2 separate regions of the Nomascus leucogenys genome follow, and region 1 is linked to region 2. The links are chromatin contacts, called in public Hi-C maps. All regions are on one chromosome and are shown on one strand. The core of a region is the stretch at or near the end of the contact, and the rest is flanking DNA. Distances in the headings are between cores, read along the strand shown.

Region 1 (3,791 bases), core at 371-2,870, 190 kb before region 2:
AGAGTCATTTGGGAAGCATCAAAAAACACTGATAACTTGGCATGCAGTTCTAGGCTTAATCTCTCTCTCTCTCACACACACACACACACACACACTGATACTTGTGTCCTAACTTCATATATTGTGATTTAGTTGGTCTGGGGTGTGGCTTGGGATTTGTAATTTTTAAAAAATCCATAGGTGATTCTAATATGCAGCTAAGTTTGAGAACTACTGATTTTGCACAATCAGAATGCAATAAAAGGCAGCAATTATTATTTTGAATCTCATCATCAGCATAACTTGAGAAAGTTGTCAGGGTTACTTTCAGGGGCAGCCGGAACCACCTTAGGACCATTACAATTTAGGTAAAGGTGCAGACATTTTTGTACCCTTAAGCTGCAAGCAGTAAGGGGAAAGAAAACCACCTCTTTCATACTGAAGATTTCAGTAACAGTAAAGGTTCTGTCCCGCCTAAAAGATATTAAGATATTAACACCAAGGTGGGGCCAGGCTCGGTGGCTCACGCCTATAATCCCAGCACTTTGGGAGGCCGAGGTGGGAAGATCGCTTGAGCCCAGGAGTTGGAGACCAGCCTGGGAAACAGTGAGACCTCGTTCCAAAATTTTCTTTTTTTTTTTTTTTTTTTAATTAGCCGAGCGTCTGGGCGCGCGTCTGTAATCCCAGCTACTGGGGAGGCTTAGGTGGGAGGATCACTTGAGCCTGGGAGTTTGAGGCTGCAGTGAGCCGTGATCTCCGCCACTGCACTCCAGCCTCGGCGACACAGCGAGACCCTGACCCCCTATCCCCCTTTCCCCGCAAAAAAACCCACCAAGGTGGAGTAAGGGAAGTAAGTTTGAGGAATCAAAGGCCACCCGTTCCAGTGCACTGAGAAGGCAATGTTAATTCGGCGACTTAAAGTCAACGACCGTTTCATTAACATGACCCCATAGATGGGATGTTTCTGGGACCTATTTAAGTGCGTAAGCATTGTATGAGCTGCTAGGATTTACAAATACAATCACGAACTGTGCCTCCCCACAAAGATCGTACAATTTAGTAGGGAAAATCCTCCAAAAATAAAACGCAGGTTAGAAAAAACATTTAAAAGGCGTGCGGCGTCCCAAGAGCGGGGCACCCGGGGCGGCCGCCATGCGTGCGGGCGGCGCTGGGGACTCGGCCTCAGGTTCCCGCTGGCGCCCCGCATGCCTCCACGGGGCCCGCCCGCCCCGCTCCCGGCCCGCACCGGCGCCGCTCACACTGCAAAATGATCTCTTCGAACGCCTGTCTCTGCAGCCGGTCCCGGCGCCTCAGTTGCTCCGAGATGTGGCGCTTCCAGCGGGGGAAGTCAGCGGCGCGGAGGCCCGACGACATGTCGCTTGCTGCCCCGGCACCTCAGCGCCACCGATGAGAGTGGGGGCTGGCGGCCGCAGCCTGCAGCATGAGGCAACCAGCAGACGCGGGAATGCCGGCAATCCCGGAGCTCACCTCCACACACTGGCCGTCCCCTAGGCCATCCGGGACGGTCTTCCGGCTCCTGCCGGAAATGGTTTTCAAGAGGGCCGGAAGACCCTCCCCCTCACCCAGCGTATTACGCCGCATGGGCTCAGGGGCCGGTGCCTACGCAGGGCGCTCGCTAGTGACGCCAGCCTGTAGCCGGAAGCGTCAGCGGCAGAGAGGCGGCCGCTTGGGGGCGTGCGGGCCCTGCGCAAGGCCCAGCTCGCGGCGGGAAGGAGGCAGGAAAGGGGCCTCTTCCGCCTGACTGCTTACTTTTCTTTGGCTGCTTTTCAACCCTTTTCGTGTTTTCTTTCTTGGCCTGTCTCCCGCAACTTTTTTTTTTTAATCGCAGTTTAGGAACAAATGGGGTTCCCTCCATAGTAGCTCTGTGGCTGTGGATGAGTGACAAGCTCCCTAGGCCTCAGTTGTCTAATCTGTAAAATGGGGACAGTAGTGATACCTACCTCAGAAGGTTGTCACGAATAGTAAAAAGAAAAACCTATGTAATGCAGTCAGCACTGTGCTTGGTACAGGGGAAACCTAAGTTTACAAAGACACCTGGTGTCTTCCCAAGGCCTACCCTGACAGCAGGAGCATTGCCATCTTGGCCAACTGCCACCATTATAAGTTCCCCTTGATTAAAAAACCGTCCAAATCCAACCCAAAAACATCAGCCTAATGGCTGTCAGCATAACCAGAAACATTCCAACTCTAAGATAAACCCACTTCCAACCAGAAACATGCCCACCCGGAGATAGCCTCCCCTCTGACCAGAGACTTTCCAACCCCACAATAAACTTTCCCTCATATAGAAACATTACGAACCTGCAATAAGCTCACCGCTTCGTGAACCCTTAAACACCCTTAGTGTGTAAGAGAAAACGCTCCTGACCAAAAAAAAAAATCGACAAGAAGCCCCTCTCGGGTGTATTCTCCAAAATAAACCTGTCTTTGTTAAGCTGCTTTTCATGTTTCTTTCTTGTTTCTTAACTCTTACATACCCAAAGTCAGTGTGCTTTGGCAAGAGTGTCCCACTGAACTTGGAAACAGGTTTTGTGGTTTGTTTGGGTTTTTTGTTTTTGTTTGCAGTGGAGAAGAGGACTGGAAACAGGAGCTAAGAAAGATGTGAATCATGTATCAGAGTTTGTCTTCATCGTTAGAATCCTAGAAATTGTGGCCTGACAATAAATGGAGCCTTAGAAGGTAATCTAAGGCTGTAGATGTTGAAAGGGGGAGATGAAGACACACTGGCTCCTGAGAAAGTTGTGTCTGTGAACAAGCTCAGTAGAATGGAAAACCCAGTTCTGTAATAGAGTTGCTGGAGCTCCATCTGCCTTTAACAATTAGTAAATTTACTGCATGAAAATGGAACCAGACAAAGTAGGTGGCCAAAAGAGAGGAAAGGAATATCAGAAACTACCTTCTCTTCCAGTGTGTCTCAAGTCCAGAGGAAGGTACTTCAGAGACAGATAAGAAGAACTTAGGCTGAGGAGAGGAGGACAGTCAGGCTTCTAGCACTGCTGTTAAAGATGTTTCACTGGTAGTCAGTATTGAGTGGACTTGAAGTCGTTGGAAGGATCCAATGGGATCAGAAATAGAAGTGACTTCCTCACGCACTGAAGAAAATGAAAAAATTCTGAAAGTGACCGAGAATGCCTTCAAATGCAGCAGTGGCACCACCCTTAAAAGACCATTACACCAAATCTTGACAGTTGAGCATGTTAATTTTCAACATTTATGATTAAAATATGTTTCCAAGGCTGGGCATGGTGGCTCACACCTGTAATCCCAGCACTTTGGGAGGCCAAGGTGAGAGGATCACTTGAGCTCAGGAATTTGAGACCGACCAGCCTGGGCAACATAATGCAATTCTGTCTCTACAAAAATACAAAAAATTAGTTGAGTGTGGTGGCATGTGCCTGTAATCCTAGCTACTGGGATGGGGCTGAGGTGGGAGGATTGCTGGAGCCTAGGAGGTCAAGGCTGCAGTGAGCTGTGATTGCACCACTGCGTTCCAGCAGCCTGGTCAACAGAGCGAGACCGTGACTCACTCTCTCTCTATATATATAAATATGTTTACAAATTTGCAGTTTGCCTAACCAGCAATTCCACTTGCAGGAATTTATGCCAAGAAATACTTGGACACATGTCCACATACAAAAATCTCTGTTGCAGCATTGTTTTTAGGTTGGTGTAAAACTAATTGCAGTTTATAATAATGGTGAGAAGTTGGAGAAAAAAATCTACATTTCCAACAATAAGAGATTGGTTAAATTACTGTACATTTATTGCTGGAAATTGTTGATAGTAACAGC
Region 2 (3,700 bases), core at 1,036-3,535:
GCAACCACAAAGCAAGCCCTGGTCAAAGGGCTGCGGCGAAGGTTAATGAGATGGGGCCCTGGAAGCCCTCGGCTCAGCCAACACCAAACAGCCAGGACAAGATCCCGCTGGGCCAGGAGAGAAATCCAAGTAATCCACATGGGCCGGGTGGAGTCAGACTGGGTTTGTGAGACGCCTAAGAGAATCTTACTGCCCCTTCTAAGGCCCCAGCAGCAGCAGGTCCCCATTGGGGAAGTCCAGGCAGCCTGGGCCTGCGTTCCTTCCCCTGAGGCATGAGAGAGGGGCACAGGAAACCAGTCTTTGGAGGTGGGGCTGCAGACTGTCAGCACAGGCCAGCGACCAGCCGTGAGCCTGGCTTGGTTTCCAGTGCCCCAGCTGACCCTGCAAACACTGTGGCTCCCCTTGCTTCTTTCTCCAGCCCCGCAAGGCTACAGGCATGCCCCGCTGGACTGGGAGCAGGAGAGGTTGGGCCACAGGCTGCTGCTCTCAGCTGCAGCCTCTGGGGGCACATGGCCGTGGCTTTGACTGTTGTCACTCACTTAACCTGCCAGGACCTCAGATTTCTCATTTGCAAAGTGGGGCTTTTAACAGGACCTTCACTTTAGGTTGTGGTGAGGGTGAAATGGGCTAACAAATGCTTAGCATGGCAGGTCCCAGCTGTGAGTCAGTATTCAAAACAGGTCTGGGTTCATCACCCACTTCCCCTCCTGCCTGGAGAAGGGCAAGGCCCTGGCTGCTCGGGGGAACATTTCTGCCAGCCCAGGGATGCTACTTGAGATATTCAGGTGGACACACCCTTCCCTGACTACACCCTGGCACTGCCTGCGGCCCCGGCAAAATGATTAGACCAAGAGCTACAGGGCAAGGGCCTCCTTCAGACACTGGACAGGAAGGGGGTTTTAGAAAGGAACCTTCAGCAAGTGGCTGGCTCCTCCATTGTTGGCACAGCTGGCACATTCAGTAACATCCCCAACCGGGCAGTGGGAGGAGTTGATGGTGACAGAGACCCAAATTGAGGGGGTGGGGGGTGGGCAGCGGTCACAGCCGAGTGCTCAGGAGAGAGAAAAGGCTGCTCGCTGCTGGTAACGGTGACTTCCTCTGCTCTCAGGCCCCTGAAAGCAGCTTCTGAGTGAACGGAAAGTCCTTTCTTGATTAAACTCGCCCCATATTCTTGGCTCGCCAAACAACAGCTGCTTCCACGGGCCCGAAGCCTGGGTGCTCCAGGAAGGGTCCCCCTTGCCACCTTTGCTCTTCTCAGGGTTTCTGAGCTGGGCATCTTTGAGCTGATCTCTAACACACCCACCTCCACGGAGTCCTGAGCCTCCTCCTGGCTCAAAAAGCCCAAACTCCCTTCTCTCGGTCCCCAGACTCCAAGGAAGCCACAAGGTCCACACAGCTCATGGGAAGCTGGGTTGTAAGATCAGGCCTCAGAGTGGTTCTGACAGCTCCAAGGCTGCAAAACCTGCCACGAGACCAGCTCTCTGAACTCCAAGGCCAAGGTCCAAGGACAAGGTCCATGACAGGGTGGTGGGGAAGTGTGCATGTCAGATCACTCTGTCCTGTGACATAAGAACAACCCATCTCAATGCTGGGCCCCCTCTAAGCTCCTCTGTCATCTCTGTGCCTGGGGAGGGAGCATGTTGTACTCACAGCACGCAGAGCGCGTATGCCCGGGAGATGGACTCGCTGGCACGCACGAGGAAGCTCCCGTCCTTGCCCGTCCTGGAGAGCAGCTCCTCCGCCTTGGAGCGAGTGATGTTGCCGTGGTTCCAGCAGGGGACCATGGTGGGCGTGGGCCTCCTCGGCCGGGCCGGCGGGCACCCCGAGGACCCACACACCACCGAGGGGAGCGGAGGCCCCTCCGCTGCAACCTGCTGCCTGTTGCCTCTTGGTGGCCTTGGCTGCTGCCACCAGCTTAACTGACTGACTTCCTGTTTCAGGCGCTCAGCGAGGGAAAGGAAACTGAGCTGCGGAGAACTTCCTCATTACAGAAACCAAGCGAGAGAGAGAGCGTGGTGGGGGGGCCCTGGCCGTCCAGCGTCCCCCACACCCTGCCACAGCTGCCGCGGCTCCCTCGCCTGCCCTCTCCTTCCTGGGAACAGGTCGCAGACTACAATTGAAGTGTCCAGTGGCAGCTGAAGTCCCCTGGGTGGAATGACCGGCTCCAGAGACGTCAGGAGAGTTGTGGCCACTTCTGAAGACGCGTGGCCTAGCAGGCATGGGTGGGCCCCAGGAGTAGTTCTTCTGCGGCCGTGCTGACGCCCACGTGGGATGCCACACTCTAGACAGGCCCCCGAGCCTTCTGCTCTCCCCCAGGGCTTTTCAACACCCACCCTGAACCTCCAAAACACCCAAGGGGGCACAGCTTCTCAACTGGGACTACGGCCTGCCCAGGACAGAGCAAACTTGAGGGGGAGGGGACAGTCGAGCCCCACCCCTCCCCCTTAGAGACTCCCAGCGGCCTGGGTGCTGGGAGACCTTGGCCGCCACCAGCCAAGGGCACCAAGGTCCAAGTGATGGCTCTGTGACCCCATTACGCTCATTCCCAGGGGCAGGTGGGTGCTGCACGGGCAGCACAGCTCTGATCCCTGCAGTCCAGCTTGGAGACACACAAAGGGAGCTCGGAGCGGATGTGGACCGTTTACAGCGGGAACATAGGCTGGGTTTGTCCCTGGGCTTCTCCAGGATGCTGGGGAAACAAGCTCGGAGAGGAGAACCCCAAAGCCCCACAGGGCAGGCTGGCCGCCTGGCCAAGCACAACACTGGGTGCTGAGTCCTGCATCTCAGCAGTCAGGGCGGCCGGTGGGACTGCACCGCCTCCAAGGCTGGGCATGGCCACGTTTGCCCACCACTCAAAGAGGAGCTGCCTCTCCAGGGACCGCCATCCAGGACCAGTCATTTCTGAGGGCTCTGCGGTGGACGCCCATCCCTCAGCCCCCAGACCTGGGCACCCTCCGTCTTTGGGTCAGGCTCACCAAGGCTGAAGGGGCACGTGTTGACCCGCTGCACAAAGAGTGCCCCCACCATCCCACATCCAGGCCTTGCCCTCCAGGACATGACAACAGACCCCCTCCAGGAAGGGGCACCAGCCAGGCAGCGCCACCACATTCAAGCTGTGGGAACGTGGTCAAGTTTCTTCTCTCTCTCAGCCTTGGTTTCTTCTTGTCTAACTTGAAGGACGCAGCTCATAAAGGAGCTCACATGTGCCCAGGGGCTCAACATGCGTCACACTGATGGTTGTCCCAGAACAGGGCCCCCAGCACTTCCCGGCTGAGCAACACGCAATGGCAGGTGAGTCTGTAGGGCAGAAAAAGCACTCCCAGTCAAGGACCTCTGGCCAGGCCTGGAGCCAGGCGTGGGGACACATTGGTGATGGGAACTGGCCTCCACACTCCGGCCCTCCTGGAGCACGCCACCTCTGCAGCAGCCCAGCGTGGAGGCCTCCACTCAGCACCTGTCCACCCCCTCTTTATGGGGCCATCTCCTATGCCCCCACTGTGCACCTTCGCACCCTCCTCGCTTCCCTGCCGGCCTCCACTAACATCCATGAAGCCCCAGACCACGCCACCACGAGGATCCATTTGCAATACTGGTCCCTTTACATCTCCACCCACTCATCTCTAGAGACCCCTACCATGCCAAGACTGCTCTACTCAGAGAGCTCCCCCAAACCCCCAGCCCCGCACCTCTCACACCTCTA

Evidence for each region. A called contact is a pair of places that touch in the nucleus more often than the background predicts.
Region 1: a contact with region 2 is called in a Hi-C map of a lymphoblastoid cell line, with 6 times the contacts expected there. The contact joins the promoter of ATG16L1 here to the promoter of INPP5D in region 2. A contact is called at or near these places in 2 of 4 Hi-C or Micro-C datasets (both in a lymphoblastoid cell line).

The regions. Positions count from the first base shown.
Region 1 is chr22a:133,801,960-133,805,750 of Asia_NLE_v1, reverse strand. It overlaps ATG16L1 (autophagy-related protein 16-1), which reads right to left and starts at 1,620. Exons shown (of 19, transcript XM_030803609.1): 1 at 1,239-1,620. The coding sequence starts at 1,353.
Region 2 is chr22a:133,608,984-133,612,683 of Asia_NLE_v1, reverse strand. It overlaps INPP5D (phosphatidylinositol 3,4,5-trisphosphate 5-phosphatase 1), which reads right to left and starts at 2,285. Exons shown (of 27, transcript XM_030802963.1): 1 at 1,651-2,285. The coding sequence starts at 1,784.